2 separate regions of the Capra hircus genome follow, and region 1 is linked to region 2. Evidence: chromatin contacts called from public Hi-C data. All regions are on one chromosome and are shown on one strand. Each heading gives the region's core, a stretch centred on a gene start, on an enhancer-like site or on the middle of the called end of the contact. The rest is flanking DNA. Distances are from core to core; before and after follow the strand shown.

Region 1 (4,033 bases), core at 158-2,657, 88 kb after region 2:
CCTTAAAGCAGGCAGAGATGAGCTGCTGCCACCTAGTGACTTGGGATCTCCAGGACATGTATCCCCCCAACCTGCCACTGCACTGTTAATGCACTTGAATTCCACCCAGTAATTCTCTCAACCTTCCACACCCCACCCTACCCAGGTTCTTCAGTCTGCCAAGGAACAAATTAAATGGTCGTTACTGAAATGAAGGCTGTGCATTCAAGGCTCCTGCCCCCAGACCATTCCCCCAATCCTAGCAAAAGCACAGAGACCCCAGGGAACATTAGAACCCATGCCCTCCCAGAACTGACTCCCGAGGTCTCCAGCCAGGGACTTGAAATGCAGAGATTTGGCTTCAATACTGAGTCACCCCTTCTCCCTGCCCTGGCCTGCCCTTTGGGCATTGAGAACCAGCTGAGTTGTCTTAACTCACACCTTAGGCATCCCTGGCCCCAGAGCCCAAATAAACCTGCTTTTGTCTCCTGCCAATGGTCTCTTTCTCTTTTGGCCTGGGAAGTGTGTGTGTGTTCTGATAAGGGCTTCTGCACACTGAGGCATCTTCCGGATGCCCAGTACTAGGTGTATCTTTGTGGTTGTGTGACTGGGGAGGAAGTGGGTAAAGGGAAAGGAGCCGATTTAACTTAAGTGAGGCAGTGTATGATTGTGGAGGGCTAGATATGATTGTGACAGGGTGAAAGAGTCACGATGGGAGAAACAGTGCATTTGGGAAGAAAAGAGCAAAAGATACTACACACGTGGTGGCCGCACTGGTATTCTTCAGCTCACTTTTTCCATTCTCAGTCTCCAGAAGGGAAGGGCGTAAAGGTTTCCTCTGGACAAACTGAGGAACAGCACGCCTGTTTTTCTTGGCTTGCTCGGGAAGTTGCCGCGGAAATCCAATGCTGGCATATATCCTGGGTACTAGAGCGCTGCAAGCCTGGCTAGGCCCAGATACTAGGGGTGAGAAGACACCGGCCCAGCTCCCACCTTGCATTTGTGTCCAGAGCACCTAGCGCGCCCGAGGGTGAGAACTGCAGGTAAGGAGAGGGATCCTATAGGCAGATGGGAAAGATGGAGTGACTTTCGGGGGTCACGACTCCTCTTCTCTCTCCCTGTTCCAGAACCTCCCCTTTTTCCCTTTTCTGCGTGGCGTACTGAAGTCCCTGAGAGTGTCGATAACTTTCGGCCCGGGATCGCTGGTTTCCCCAGATCCAGAGCCAACTGCAGATGCAAGTTCACGCCCCGCCTTGGCTCCGCCCCTAGGCGCCCACCGCCGCGGGGAGCCGGGTCCAGCGACTTTATCCACGATCCTATAGCGCCACCTGGAGGGAAAGGCGGGGAACGCGCTCCCTCCGAGTCCCGCGCCCCCTGCTAACTCCGCCCCCAGGGTGGGACAGACCCCTGCTCCCGCTAGTTAATCGCTGGCCTCCAAATTTAGCGGCAGGGCGTTGCCCTAGCAACCAGCGGGCGGGACCGGCCTTGCGAGCTCCGCTGCAGGCACTGCTCATGAATTTCTGCCTGCCGCTGCTGAAAGTGACAGACCCTGGGTGTTAGTAGAAGCGGTCCCTGTGTGTCAGCAAGTCCTACATTATAAAAAAACTCTCTACAATGGATATTTATAAATGGGCCTGCCTACTTTTGTAATTAGAGAAAATAATAGTTATATAAACAGATTATAAACACTTTGTACACAACCATTCCAATAAATAATGCAACCCTGAAAAAAAAAAAAAAAGACTGCAGTTAAGTGCTGTAGAGTTCAGGGGCCAGTGTGGCGACGGGAAATGAGAGATTTTCCAGAAATACTTTGGCTAATGTTCGGCTTCATCCGGTGTCCGCTCCATCCACCGCCTCTAAATGACCGCAGGAACCGGAGGGGCAAATTCGCTTCCTAGTAACCCTTCGCGCCCAGCTGGGTCCTGCAATTTCAATTGTGCAGAGACTGGAATGGGAAGGCCCGGCACTTCAAACTGACTCACCGAATACTGTGGACTATGCGGTGCTTGCCCATTTTACGGAGAGGCACACCGAGGCTCTGAAAGGTTAGAGTATTTACGACAGTTTCCGCAGAGCCAGGACAGCTGGAAAGAGGCAGCTTTGTCACGCTCCCAATCCTAGGGTCGTCCGACCCGCTAGCCCACACAGGGACTACACTGGATTAAGAGGAATGAGTAGAGGGGCCCTGGTAATGCGGAGAGGCAACCAGAGAGGTGCCCTTGCCCTTTATGGCCAAAGGACTCTGGGGAGAGGGGCTGCAGCGAAGCAGCCGACCCACGCCCGCGGCGGGGAGGGGGCAGCTCAGAAGGTTGCGCGGAACCTCGGTGGCGGGGGCAGGGATCCGGGAGGTCTGGGGAGCGCCGGCAGAGTGGGGGTCCAGGACTCCAAGTTTGCAGGCCTGGCTCTCCCGGGGCTGAGGCGGACAGGCCTACTGCACCCCAGCCCCTTCTTGGCGCCCGCAGCCCCGCGGAGCCGCCAGAACCGCGGGCTTGGTTGTCTGGCTTGAGTTCTGCCCGCTGGCCCTGCCTCCCCCGCTCCCCCGTGTGTGCACGGCCTGGGGCGCGCAGCACGCGAGGGTGGGGGCGCCGTCTGCTCTCAATTCCTGGGCTCCTTTCTGCCCTCGTGGGCTACCCCGCGGGTCTCGAGTATCTGTGGGTAAGGGGCTTCAGGGCGCCCCCTTTCCTCCTGTGAATTGGCACCGGGGACGTCAGTAACCCAGCCGGAGGGCGCACACTGAAACACTGGCCCGGGGCTCAGATGTAGGGGGGACGTAATCCACACCTAGACCGAGCTAGGAACACAGAGGTAGCACCTCCAGGCCCTTGGACCCTGCTTTAAACGACACTGAGCCGGCGGTACCCTCTCTGGCTCCGCTCGCCCTTTGCTTTCCGGTCATTGGCTGGCAGAAAGGCTGAGCTGGTCGGATTGGCCCGTATCCAGACAGTGATGGATGGCTCCCCGCTGACTGGACCTCTGCAGGGAGGGTGTCTGCTTCGTGGCTCAGTATGGCAAAGGCGGGACCAGACAGGCCTGGGAGTGGGTTGGTGGATGAGCTGGAGATCGGGTTAAGGATCAAACTTTCGGTGCTCTTAATCTCCCTTTAAACTGCAGAGGGGGAAAAAAAAAATCTTACCCCTGATTTCTCGTAGATACTCTCTAATTCCGGAACCTGGTGTAGGCAAAATTGAATCATTTACCCAAAGTATTTTGGGCACAACCCTACGGACCTCACTTTCACTCCAAACTGGGCCTCCTTCATTTAACGATATTCGCGCATTCCTTTCGTTCACTCAAATATTTGAGTGTTTGCCAGGAGCCAGGCAGTAGGGAAAGAAGGGGAGGGAGACTGATAAGCAGGTGATTGGGCCCAGAGGTGGCAGTGGGGTGGGTGGAGGATTGAAAGGAGAAAAGGGATGACAGATATTTCAAGGTAGAAATACCTTTTGCAATCAAATTGTGTTCTTTATTTTGACCTGAATGGTGTTAAAAATTCAGTTTGTGCTTAAGACTTGTTCTTTCCTATAGGTACGTCATACTTCATGACAAAAGAAAAATAAATCAAATGGCTGCCAGATTGTACTCTGTCATCAACATGTGTATGGTCCTCATCTGCTTCCTAATCTCTTCCTCATCTCTATCAACTAAAACTGGAAAACATCTTCGATGAGGATCCACAGAAATGAGAGTTATTGTGAAACGTGTGCACCTTATATTGTACATACAGAGCAGTGGGCTATCCCTCAGAACAGGTTCTTCAGTAAGAAAAGCAGTATTGACACAAATAATAATAATAAAAGTAAAATAATGTTTCTTTTGAAATAAGTCATTTCAATAGACATTTACTAATTGGCTGTTCCAGTTCATCTTGAAAACAATTAGAAATGTTGACACAAGAGACTATGTTCTGTAGTATTTGGTAGAAAGAAGCTGGCGAAAGAGACACCGTAAAGGGAGAAATAGTGTAAGCAAAGCAAAGCGGAAGAGAATCTGTCTAGGGAACTGCAGGTAGGCACATGTAGCTGGAATGGAGGCTGTGAGTCTCTGTGGGGAG
Region 2 (4,138 bases), core at 375-2,874:
ACCTCCAAACAACATGGGAAGGGACAGCCCGAGAGAAAACGAAAGCCCACCTACTTGGTTATTTTTATCTTTTGTGCTCACTCTGTCTGAAATGAGACAGGGCCGGAAGCACGTTCTTGGAGTCAGCACATTGGAGAGTTCCTTTTGGGGCCTCAGTTACTAGCCCCAGCATCCTGCAGGCTGAGGAAGTGCTGTGGGGAAGGCTTGTGTCTACACAGCCCTGTTTCCTGGGGCTAGCACTCAGGGTGTCTGCCTTGAAGAGGCAGCAAAACATAATGGCTAAGAACATAACTTTGAGGCCTTCCCAGATGGTCTAGTGAATGGGCATCCACTTAGTGCTGGGGACACCAGTTCAATCCCTGGTCCCAGAAGATTCCACTTGCCTCAGAGCAACTAAGCCTGTACACTGCAACTACCGAGCCTGCACTCTTTTTAAAAAATTTTTGTTTAAAAAAAAGAACATAATTTTGATGGAATTCCCTAGCAGTCCAGTGGATAGGACTCGGCACTTTCACTGCCAGCCCAGGTTCAATCCCTGGTTTCCCAATCTTGGGAACTAGGATCCCACAAGCCAGGTGGTGTGGCCAAAAAAAAAAAAAAACCTCTGGGATCAGCCTGGAAACAAATTCCTCACCTTAGAAGGGGTATACTCCATCTCTCTGGGTCATTGAAGAGATTAAAGGAGTTAATAAGTGTAACATACCTGGAACACCATCTGGCACATAGTAACTGCTCAATAAGTTTTAGTTATTATTAATGCCTGACCCTCTACACAAGAAATATTGAGAGATGAGCAACTGAGCAGCTAAGGAAATTTCATCTTCAAAGCTTCTCCTATTCAGAGCTGTCCTGGATTGGCAGCATCCTTCGTCCCCGCCATCTCATAGCCCTGCAGTAAGACACTACTTCATGTCACCGAAGAGAGAAACTGGGAACAAACAGGGATGTTGTTAGTGGATTCCAGGTTTCTGAAAAGGTCCTATGCCAGTTATTCATTTCCAGATTTCTCTGACCCAGGAGTAAAACAAAAGGAAGCTTTGTGTATATGTGATGGATAAAGACATAAAAAGAGAGGACAATTTAGGCCTGGGAGGGGAAAAAATAGAGACAGAGAGAAAAGGCGCTACAGAACTGTCCATGACAGCCCCTCAACTTTACACAGGGTGCCAAAGGAGAAGCAACCGCTAGGTGGCAGCAGACGCGCAGATGAACCAAAGGGAACCAATTGCCTTCTGTTTTAGGAACATTTGCACCAATCCCAACCTACAGGTAAAGACAATAGGCATCGTTCTGAAGTGGTTAACAGAAGGAGCAAACAGAAACCACTCTACCCAATTGCTTCATCTGTGGAGAATCCTCAGAGTCCCAAGTCCGGAAGGCTGGGTGGCTAAAAGAAGAGAATACCATTGTACCACCACTGTTCCATGAGGAAAGACAGAAAAGGAGAAACCGGAAGAGGAAGAGGAGGTATCTGGGGCAGGGTCAGAAGAGGTATAAAGAGGAGCAAGGTCAGGTGCTTCTCCAGTCTGCACAGGTGGACACTCAGTGGCATGACCTTTAAAACAAAGCCCCCTTACTGCAATAGTCCTTTTGGTACCTGCAGACCTGAGGAAATCATCTGCCAAACTACAAGGGTCTTTTGGCACCTCCATCTACCTCCCCACACTCACCTCCTCGCTGCAAAAGAGGAAAAAGAAAGTAGTCTGGCCCTAAAAGAAACAAATGGACTAACTGGGAATCTGGTCCATAGCCAGCTGGCCATTTCTGGCCTTGTTACATGCTGGAAAAGATACAGCAAGTTCAAGACCATCTACAAAGGGCATTCTCTGTGAAGGAGAAAGCAGTGGATTCCCACAGTCTGCCTGAAGCTAAACCTCACCTAGCAGATCTGCTCAATTCCACAGTCACCATCTTAGCCAACAGTCTCAGAAAGCAACTGGTTAATCAGATTACTGCTTCTCTGTTTGACTCCACTAACCAAATCCCCACCTTACTGCCTGTGACTAACTAGATAACTGGGGCATTAGAGCACTTAACTAACCACATTATATGTAGGATGGCTTTTGAACAGCCACTAACTGCACTAGCACATGAAACCGGAGAGGGGAGAGGGCACAAGGTGGGACACCTTTTTCCTTCCTTGATTTTATGTTAAGAAAATAAGAAAGCTAAAATCCTGTATTTAAGAAGCAAATGTACAGATATCCATTACAGATAAATATCTGTATAAATATCTTTACAGATAAATAATAATTAACACAGAACTTACCAACATCCACTGCATAATCTGACCTGAGATTGGTACAGTTCCGCCTGTATCATCCAAGTTGATATCTGAGCATACTAAATGCTCTGAAAGCAATCTTGCAGCTACACTTCATTAAAAATACATTTTTCAGTGTGCTTCTTCTGTCATCCATATAGCAAAACAGCGTAGACACTGTTTTACAATTACCTCAATATTAAATTTTTCGACATGATGGTCTGTCTCTTAGAAATTTGTATTTAATTCAAAACCAACTACATCTTTTCCCTCTGGTGAATAAAAATGGAAGACAGAACTCCTATTCAGTCTCATTCCCTAAACCCAGACATTTTTATTCCATTTAAAGTGGGACCAAATCAATGTCATCCCTCCTGTCAGGAACAGATACCTTGGTAGCTCAGCTGGTAAAGAATCCGCCTGCAATGCAGAAGACCCCGGTTTGACTCCTGGGTGGGGAAGATCCCCTGGAGAAGGGATAGGCTACCCACTCCAGTATTCTTTGGCTTCCCTGGTGGCTCAGCTGGTGAAGAATCACCTGCAATGCGGGAGACCTGGGTTCGACCCCTGAGTCGGGAAGATCCCATGGAGAAGGGAAAGGCCACCCACTTCAGTATTCTGGCCTGGAGAATTCCATGGACTGTCACAAGGAGTGGACACGACTGAGCCACTTTCACTTTATGTAAGGAATAGCCTAGATTTGAAGTGTTAACTTTTTTAAAAGCTCATTTAACTTTTTTTACTTGCTCATTTGCACCACCTTAAATGTAGTTAGTCTTTTCAAATGGCAAAACTGAAGATGTGAAAGACGAAAATCACACAAAATCCGCTATTAAAGAGGAAATGACATAAGGAACTTTTGAAAATCGAGGTCTGCTGCACTGCTTATTGAATCACTCCAGTTCGGCTGCTGTGGCAAGACACCTCGGTGACACATTCCCAAAATCCACATTCCACACCAACCACATAATAATGTACTGGTGTCACAAAGCCTCTGCCTGCACTGGGGGAGGAGGTGGGACAGTCCTGCTTTTACACATCAGTCTGAGAATGAGGGAGTTGAAGAGAAGGAAGAAAAGAAAGAAAATAAACGAACGTATGTTCGTATGCTCTTTCTTTTTCCCCTTCTCATCTTGAGAACAAAACTCCTGGACACCAGGGACAGAGGCACTTTAATCTCTGGCCGAAAGGAAAACTGTCCCTGCTGTCTCCCCACCAAGAGCGACTCTGGGAAGATAAATCTTGAGTGGCACTGACTTGCTAATTCCCAGAGCGCCAGCAGACTCTGTAGAGCTGACTTGAGAAAAAGCAGCTGTCTACATAGAGGATTATCCCTGTTACACAGCCCAGTGACTCAAACTAATTTTCTCATTTGTGGATTACCCTAGTCCCTTGCTTCCCCTCTCTTCTGCCCAGCTATTTCATTTCCCATTAGAATTTACAGAGATTGGGCAGGAAGCTTGAAACTTAAAACTAAAAAGAGACTTTTCTTCTTCAAGGGATTTGAATTAATTCATCCTGTTTTCCTATCAAAAAATTAACTGCTCAGAAAACATGTTTTTGGTTTGGGTTTTTTTTTTTTTTTAAGTTAGTATGAACTGACTACCCTTTTGCTACTCTTGGGATTCAATTAATGATGTATTTTAAGATGCGGCCTATTTTGTACCAAAATCCTTTCTAAATATAATGCTCCCACCCCTAAAAAACTACAGTATTTGAGGAAACTAAAGTACAATTAATAGACTATGTAACATTTTCTGGAAATGAAAGGTGGCATTACTAATAAGGATGCCAGAATTGTAGGTGTAAACAGGGATGAGTGGTCACCCTAAAAATATGCCAAAATAGGTTATCTAGTCACCAGGGGAGTTGGCA

What was found. Hi-C and Micro-C count contacts between places; a contact is called where the count stands out from the background.
Region 1: a Hi-C map of blood shows a contact between it and region 2, with 4 times the contacts expected there. The contact joins two enhancer-like sites. A contact is called at or near these places in 3 of 5 Hi-C or Micro-C datasets (blood and liver).

What each region holds. Positions count from the first base shown.
Region 1 is chr19:38,081,989-38,086,021 of ARS1.2, forward strand. COPZ2 (coatomer subunit zeta-2) reads left to right here. Exons shown (of 9, transcript XM_018064949.1): 9 at 787-1,022. The coding sequence ends at 930. Among named protein-coding and RNA genes, the nearest start is that of COPZ2, 11 kb to the left of the region's middle. Within about 2 kb of position 1,408, at least 4 of the 5 cell types and tissues checked have an H3K27ac peak or open chromatin away from gene starts, as enhancers often do.
Region 2 is chr19:37,993,882-37,998,019 of ARS1.2, forward strand. No RefSeq gene overlaps it. Among named protein-coding and RNA genes, the nearest start is that of SNX11, 16 kb to the right of the region's middle. Within about 2 kb of position 1,625, at least 1 of the 5 cell types and tissues checked has an H3K27ac peak or open chromatin away from gene starts, as enhancers often do.